Linked DNA regions of Rattus norvegicus: region 2 is linked to region 1. Evidence: chromatin contacts called from public Hi-C data. All regions are on one chromosome and are shown on one strand. The core of a region is the stretch at or near the end of the contact, and the rest is flanking DNA. Distances in the headings are between cores, read along the strand shown.

The links. Hi-C and Micro-C count contacts between places; a contact is called where the count stands out from the background.
Region 2: a Hi-C map of psoas muscle shows a contact between it and region 1, with 2.5 times the contacts expected there. The contact joins two enhancer-like sites. A contact is called at or near these places in 1 of 12 Hi-C or Micro-C datasets (psoas muscle) and 1 of 1 datasets of contacts at active chromatin or transcription factors (oligodendrocytes).

Annotation. Positions count from the first base shown.
Region 1 is chr6:104,460,138-104,463,887 of GRCr8, forward strand. No RefSeq gene overlaps it. Among named protein-coding and RNA genes, the nearest start is that of Atp5pdl1, 32 kb to the left of the region's middle. Within about 2 kb of position 2,159, at least 41 of the 93 cell types and tissues checked have an H3K27ac peak or open chromatin away from gene starts, as enhancers often do.
Region 2 is chr6:104,658,557-104,662,349 of GRCr8, forward strand. No RefSeq gene overlaps it. Among named protein-coding and RNA genes, the nearest start is that of Zfp36l1, 8.2 kb to the right of the region's middle. Within about 2 kb of position 1,500, at least 11 of the 93 cell types and tissues checked have an H3K27ac peak or open chromatin away from gene starts, as enhancers often do.

The sequences.
Region 1 (3,750 bases), core at 909-3,408:
TAGGATAGGCATCCCGATCATCCCGACTCTCCAATGACCCCTCCTGTGGACACTTGTGTCACTCCAGGGATATAGAAAGAGCTGCTCAGCAGATGGGGGCCAGACCTTTGCAACTGAAAATTCTCCTTTAAAGTTCTGAAGCTCTGTCCCAGGCAGGCCGCGAGGCTGTGTGATCTACAAGGTGAGACAGGGAGTTTTGAGGCTGGAGTCAAAGGAAAGAGAAACGTAGCTATGCAGACTCCCAGACAGCAGCCAGTTAACCCTGCCCTTTCCAAGCCTGCTGTGGGACTTTACAAGGGCCTCATCTCCGAGTAGTTATGCCTCAGTTTCTCCTGCAGGGATGTTGTGGCACATGGGAAACTTAACTCCTTTTCCATGCTCTAGAATGTCAAGAGCAATAACGTAGTATTTTTTTTATTGGTTCTGTATTCTATTTAATTTTTCACTTTTTTTTTCATAGGATCTTGCTATATACCCCAGATTGGACTGAAAGTCATAATCCTCCTGCCTCAGTCACCCGAGTACTGCAATTGTAGCCTTGAGTCATCTATCATTCCCCACTCTGATTTTCTTCTCTGACTTTCAGTTGTGAGTAGCTGAGTAAATGAGAGTTGCTGTTCCTCAGCTGTTGAAAGAGCTTGGTGGAATACGGGGTTTGCACAAAGCCCAACCCCCAAACTCCTTCACCCATGTGGTAGAAGGAGTGAATTGACTTCTGAAAGCTGTCTCCTGACCATTGAACATGTGTCAGGCCACATGTGTGCCCATGTGTACACAGATGAATAAATTAAAATGTAATTAAAATTAAAAAGAGTCATTGCTACTCTATAAGGGAAAGATCTTCACTCATCGAAGGAACCCACAAGCTGGGTCACCTCATGCCTTCGTCAACAGTGCATCTCTGAAAGACATCCTGTTAGTGGCCCAGTGCTTTTTTGTCCTCTTCCTGGAGAAGGTGACAGACACCACAGGGGAATGTTCTAAGTGAAAAGGCCAGCATCCCTGGAAAACAGCAACAGAAGCCTCTGCATGGAGCCCATTAGCAATACATCCAAACACCGTCTGATCCGGAGGAAGAGACATGTTCCACGGAAGGCCCTGGTTCCTGCCAATCCCTCCCCGGTTCACTGCTGGGAACCACAAGAGTGGCCTCTCTCAGTCCTGCTGCCCCACTGGTCAGTGGAAGGGCAGAGTTGGCAGAAGAACCTTTGTGAGCCTTGTTGACTCTGCTGGGTTCAGAGAGGCCTTCACAGTTGACTCAGCGAAGGAGAGTTGTTTACTTCCCCAGCCTCAGGTCTGCCAAGCACGGGGGCCGGCTGGGCAGTTTAGTGCCCAGGTCTCTCACTCCCACACAGGTACCTGCAGAAATCAGTGAACCACGCCTGCCAGGCAGGCCAGACTGAGCCTGCATCAAGCTGCTTTCCCCCTCAGCACAGGCTTCTTCCTCCTTGCCAGTTCAGCTAGCCAGGCCTGCTTTAGTGACACTCCTGGGCTGGGTTTCTTTCTTTCTTCCTTAAGTCCAGAGCCCAGTTATTTACCCAAAGAAAACAGGGAAGTGACAAGGTAACAGAGTACACATGTTGTGAAAATATGCAGGCCGAGGCTGAAGAAAAGAAAACATTCTTCCATAAGTAGCTGCCTTGTTAATTCATTTTTTTCCCTTCCAGATTAGAACCAGCCATGGCTTGTGCTCCTTCAAGTACCTTCTGTGGTTCTGTGACAGCTGCCTACATGGGGCAAGATTTGGCCTGAAAAATGGGCCATCGGTCATGCTTTGGGTGGGGTGCAGGTAGGGGGAGGGTCAGACACTAAAATTCCCAGATTGCTCAAATTCACTGATCCCTCTCTAGACAGGATACAGGAGGAAGGGAGGTGGTGTGGAGAGAGGATTGCATAAATGTCCAGGCATAAGCTGATTTTCCACAAGAAGCCACAGCTTGGTAATGAACAGTCTTTGGAATGAGCTTTTCAACTCCTTTCGAAGTTGGTTTCCGATCCCTGGCAAACCCGGGCTCTACAGCCTTGAGTAACGGCCACAGGCTGATTCTCAGCAATTAAAAATAATATTGGCCCTGATAGAGAACTCTTGGGCACCCCCTCCCTTACACACCCTTTTTATTACATGCCAAAGATTACTTTCCCAAACCTGTTTCAGAACAGCTGGCCGAGTTGGAGGAGCAGGCTCAGCCCTCATGACTGTAGATATTAATAGCATTTGCTCTGCCTGGTGTTTGGGGCAGGAAGAGGGTGACCTGCGTCTGTTTGGAAAGTTGGGCCCTAATCAGTTTGGGGCCTGCTCTCTCTTCCCTGCATTCTTTAAACCTCAAACTCTACAGATAGTGGCTGAGGAAGCCCACAGAGAGGCTGGTTAGGGCCAAATATCCTCCGCTATAAATCTTCAGACTTCTCAGTCTTTCCTTCGTAGACGTTCTCTGCCTTCCAGTCTGTGGGTATCGGCCAGAGGACTGGCCAGGTTCCTTTTAAGGGAGGTCACCCACAGAGGCCTGGGCAGCCCCTGATAGCACTTTCTGGTAACAGAACCTGCTGATCCTGGTGTTACAGCACAGGCCTGCAAGGCAGAGTGGCCTCGGTCCTCTTTCCTAAAGACCTGAGGGCGGCATGGGTTGGGGAAGCATTTCTAGCCCTTATAGCCACAGTTTGTCAGCTTCCCACGGTCAGCACCCAGCAGCCTTAACCTCAGAATGGGTGGAAATCCCACTGTCTCCCCACATGGCTGACCACAACCACCACAAAGCACCTTCTCAAGATACCAGGATAGGGCTGGGATGGTCTTGATTGTCAGGTTGGGTTGCAGCTCAAGTGGAAAACCTTGAGAACAAGGCAGATTATGGGTCTGAGAATAAGGTCCCTTTCCTAGGTGGACATTTCCCAAGAAGAAGACGATGGTGGGTAAGAAGCCACATTCAATCAGAAGCCATGGATTCCTGGTAGAGGGTACTTCAGAATGAAAGCATCAAACCGGGGCCACCCACCTTTGCTAGAATGCTTACATGGCCCCTGGCTCCAACAGAGAGAGCATAGCTCTCCCAACACTGGGCCAGACTCCAGCCTCTGGCCATAGGTGGAAGACTATTTCCGGTGATTGTTTTCAGATATTTTATATCCAGTGTGTGAAAATATAATAGTGACCAGAAAGAGACGCACACGCACGCACGCACCCTACAAAGGTGGTCCCGTCCTTCACTAGAAAGGTCAGAGGACCCTTTTCTCATTTAAGTCCTTGATGTGGATCCAAGGGAAGCTGTTTCTTTGAAGTCAGCAGAGACTACAGCTGGCCCAGCTGTGAGGGTGTGGCCGGGGACTCAGACAGGATGCGCTGCCTTATCAGGGGCCGTTCTAATTCCCTCCCCTGAGGACCACGTTTCCTCCGGCAAAAGGTGACTTCAGAGCCATTTGTTCAGGAGTCTGAGGAAGACTCACTATAACCCATAGTGATCTTGTTCTCTCCGAAGGCAAGCCTTTCTGAGTGTAAAACTCCAGGCACCAGGGCTGGGGATTTAGCTCAGTGGTAGAGCACTTACCTAGGAAGCGCAAGGCCTTGGGTTCGGTCCCCAGCTCCGAAAAAAAGAACCAAAAAAAAAAAAAAAAAAAAAAAAAAACTCCAGGCACCTTGTGTCCTTGAACTAGGCCCTTTACTTTCTCATATGTTGATTTTGGCCATCTTTAAAATACCTGTTGATGTGTTTATAAAAAGATAAAGAGAGAATAGGTCCCTGGTTTAGGCGCCAA
Region 2 (3,793 bases), core at 250-2,749, 200 kb after region 1:
TTTTTGTTTTGATGTATAATTTAAATACGATAAAGTACTCATGTCTTCAGAACAGCTCAATGGATTTTACTGTCTTATCATAGACCCCTTTTGCCCAGTCTCCAACTCCTTACAAATGAACTCATACTGTATGCACCTTTCCTTCATTTTTTAACTTGGGGTCTCTTGCAGCCTATGCTGACCTCAAACATGTAGCAAACTGGGCCCTAAACTGCTTTCTAACTTTTGGCTTAAGGCTACAGACTGGTCCTGAGGCTGAAGAGTATCTTGAACCCAGGTTCCTTTGACTCCAGAAACAGCTCCTTCCCCACTTGCTGTTCCGGGAATAGAAGAAATGAAATCTGCCCCCTGTGATCATGCTCTTGCCCCCTAAGATATATCTGGAAGAAAAAGATAGATCCAGGGGCCGTGGTGACACAGACCTTTAATCCCAGCACTTGGGAGGCAGAAGCAGGCAGATCTCTGAGTACAAGGCCCGCCTGGTCTATAGAGCAAGTTCCAAGGCAGCCAGGGTAACAGAGAGAAACCCTGGCTTAAAACACACACACACACACACACACACACACACACACACACACACACACACACACAGAGAGAGAGAGAGAGAGAGAGAGAGAGAGAGAGAGAGAGAGAGAGAGAGAGAGATCCAGGTCCAGGTAGAAAGAAAACGACACTAGGTTTGGCAATTGCCAATATTTATTTTTGTTGCACGACCAGCTGATAGGATAGTACAGGTATGGCCGTCACTCATAGCCCTGTACCTTGAGACCAACGCTTTGCCAACATTTCACAACAAGTACAAACAAGCTACACAAGGAAGAGATACCCTCCTCCACTGATCAGCAACAACTCCCAAGCAACCCCTTGCTCTGCTCCCCCAAACTAGTTTCTCAGATAGGAGCTCAGTTGTTCCCATTTGGGACTCCTCCAAAGAGCAATGCAGGCCTTCAGGCCAGGTGTCTCTTACCCAAGCATTACCCATCAAAGAGTGGAGGCCTCAGAGCTAACCTGACCTCAAGAACAGGCCAAGGTGTTTGCCCTGTTCCCAGCTCTCTGTACCTGCAGGCCTCAGCCGGGGACCATCTGCAAGGCAGCCCAGCAGGCAACAGGAGCCTTGCTGACCTCCCTGCCACCTCACCCCCTGAACTCAGGTAGCATTCCAGTCAGGCCAGCCAGACATGATTAAATGCTTGGCTACGTGCAGGGGTGGGAGACCCTGAGGGAAGAAGGGCTCAGAGCCAACTCCCTGAGACACCCAGGGCACCCTTTGGTCTGTTGATCATTAACAGAAGCCACCTCACAGCAGGTAGAAAGGGGAAAGTCCAAGGGGATGGCCTGTTCCCTCCTCCCAGCACCCTTCTCCAAACATGCCAATCCAGAGTTTCATGGGCCATGAGCTCATGACCCTGGGGGAAGGTGTGTGCAGAGTCATCCAATCCAGCCAGTGCCTCTCGGCTTCTGCAGCTCACCACCAAGGGTGAGGGAGACAGGAACTGACCCTGGTCATCTGTCATTACTTCATGCCAGGGACTGTGCCCAGTGACTTCAGTGCAGCAGCCTATGACATTCCACAGGACAGTGATAAAATGCCATGACATTGCTAATGAGCCTGAGTTCGGGTCCGGAGACCTTCTCACTTCTCCCATGCAAAATGCTGTATGTGACGGTCAGTTTAATTGTCAACTTGATACAACCTAGAACCCCAGAGGAGAGGAGTCTCGGAGACGGAGATTGTCTAGATGGCTTGGCCCACAGGTGTCCTGTGAGGGACTGTCTAGATGGCCTTAACTGACACCAGAAGACCCAGGCAGACATCGAGAGGCGTCATTCCCTGGTTGGGAATCCTGGACAGTGCAACAGTAGAGAATGCTAGCTGAACATTAAACACGTATGCATTCATCTCTCTCTGTTCTTGGCTGTACTTTCACTAGGTCCTAAATTCTTGCTGTCTTGGTTTCCCTGCTGTGATGGATTACAACCTGGAACTGTGAGCTAAGACAAACTCTTGCTCCCTAAATCACCTCTCTGTCAGGGTCTTTTATCACAGTCATGAAATGTCACTGGGACTCTGTGGAACTTCCTCCGTGCCATCAGTGTGAGCATCTGACACTAAGGTCCTAAAAATACTGCCTGGTATCCATGAAAGCTGCTGCTACTGTGTGTCCCCTTAATCGCCAGTCACCCTTAAGACAGGTGGTTTGGCTTGCTAAGATGGCTCAGTGGGCAAAGGGTCTTGTGGCTAAGCCTGAAGGACCCACCCACACAGTGGAAGGAAAGAACCAGCTCCTGCAAGTTGTCCTCTGAGGTCCACATGCACACTGTGGCACTCATGCACTCATACACCTTAAATAAAAAAGAAACATTCTTCTGCTCGCACTCTCTGTCTCTCTTTGTCTCTGTCTCTGTCTCTGTCTCTCTCTCTCTCTCACACACACACACACTCACACACACACACAAACACACAAACAAACACACAAACACACAAAGCTATCTACTAAAGTGCCAGGGATTTGTGATCCAATTACATTTCTGAAGCCCAATAGGCCTCTACCTTCCTTCTGATAATGAGGAATCAAGACCGGGAAAGGTCATCCTGATCTACATAGTGAGTTACAGGTTAGCTAAAGTTACATAGTAAGACCTTATTGAAGAGAAAGAGGAGGAGGAGAGGGAGAAGGAAGGAGGAAGAAGAAGAAAAGGAAGAGGAGGAGGAAGAGGAAGAAGAAGAGGAGAAGGAGGAGAAGGAGAAGGAAAAAGAGAAGAGAAGGAGGAAGAAGAGAAGGAGAAGGAGGAGGAGGAGGAAGAGAAGGAGAAGGAGGAAGAGGAGGAGAAGAGAAGGAGAAGGAGAAGGGGAAGGAGAAGAAGGAGGAGAGGTCAGTAGCCCAAACAGCTCGTTGCTTTGAGCTGCTCCAGAGGAAAGCTGGTAGAGACAGCAACCCTGAGGCCTTGCCCACACAAAGGAGATCTTGTATAAGCTGGAGATAACCCAGATCCTGGGCAGGGGTAGGATCTGTACCCAGGCAATCAGAGCAGGAGCTAGTCTTCAGGGACACAGATCCTTGTGTGGACCTTACTTTCAGCTCCCACTGCAGGGTTTAACCCCCGCCATCTGTGAAACCACATTTCCTGATGTTCTGGGGGCCTAGTGCTGAGGGCCCCTGCCAAGGCCCGTTCTAATACACCTGGGAAACACTGGGGCTGAACAGCTGTTGCTTCCTTTCCTAAGTAGTTTCAGGCTCATCTCTTCCAGTTCAGTTCTAGATGGTAGGAAATCAAGCTATTGGCCTGGACAAATTAAAGCCTTGGGTTCCTCGTGGAAACACTTAGGGTTTGGAATTAGGGTCTGCAAACAGCCAGCTTCCCCAGGCTCCCTTTGCCTTCCACCCTTCTAGGGCCTTCTGGATTCAATGCATTTCCTTGTTATTTAACTCCAGAGACTGACTCCAGAGGAGGATAATCAGGGTGGCTGCAAGTGCCCTCTGCACCCTACTTATGATGTCATGAAAGAAGGAATTAGATGTCCACCACAGGCTCTCTAGCTACAGAGAATGAGTTCAAGGTGGTTAACTAATTGTCTTTGCTTTTAATCAGAATGGAAGGTCATCACTACCCATTCAAACACACACACACACACACACACACACACACACACACACAATTTCCCCTCTTAAGGAATGAGAAGCCTGGGTTCATCCAGGCCCCAAGCAAGAGGGCTGCCTCTTTTCTTCCTGTACCAATCAGCCCCTGCCCTGGAAAAGAAAATAGTCCCCATATTTCTACCTCACACCCCTGC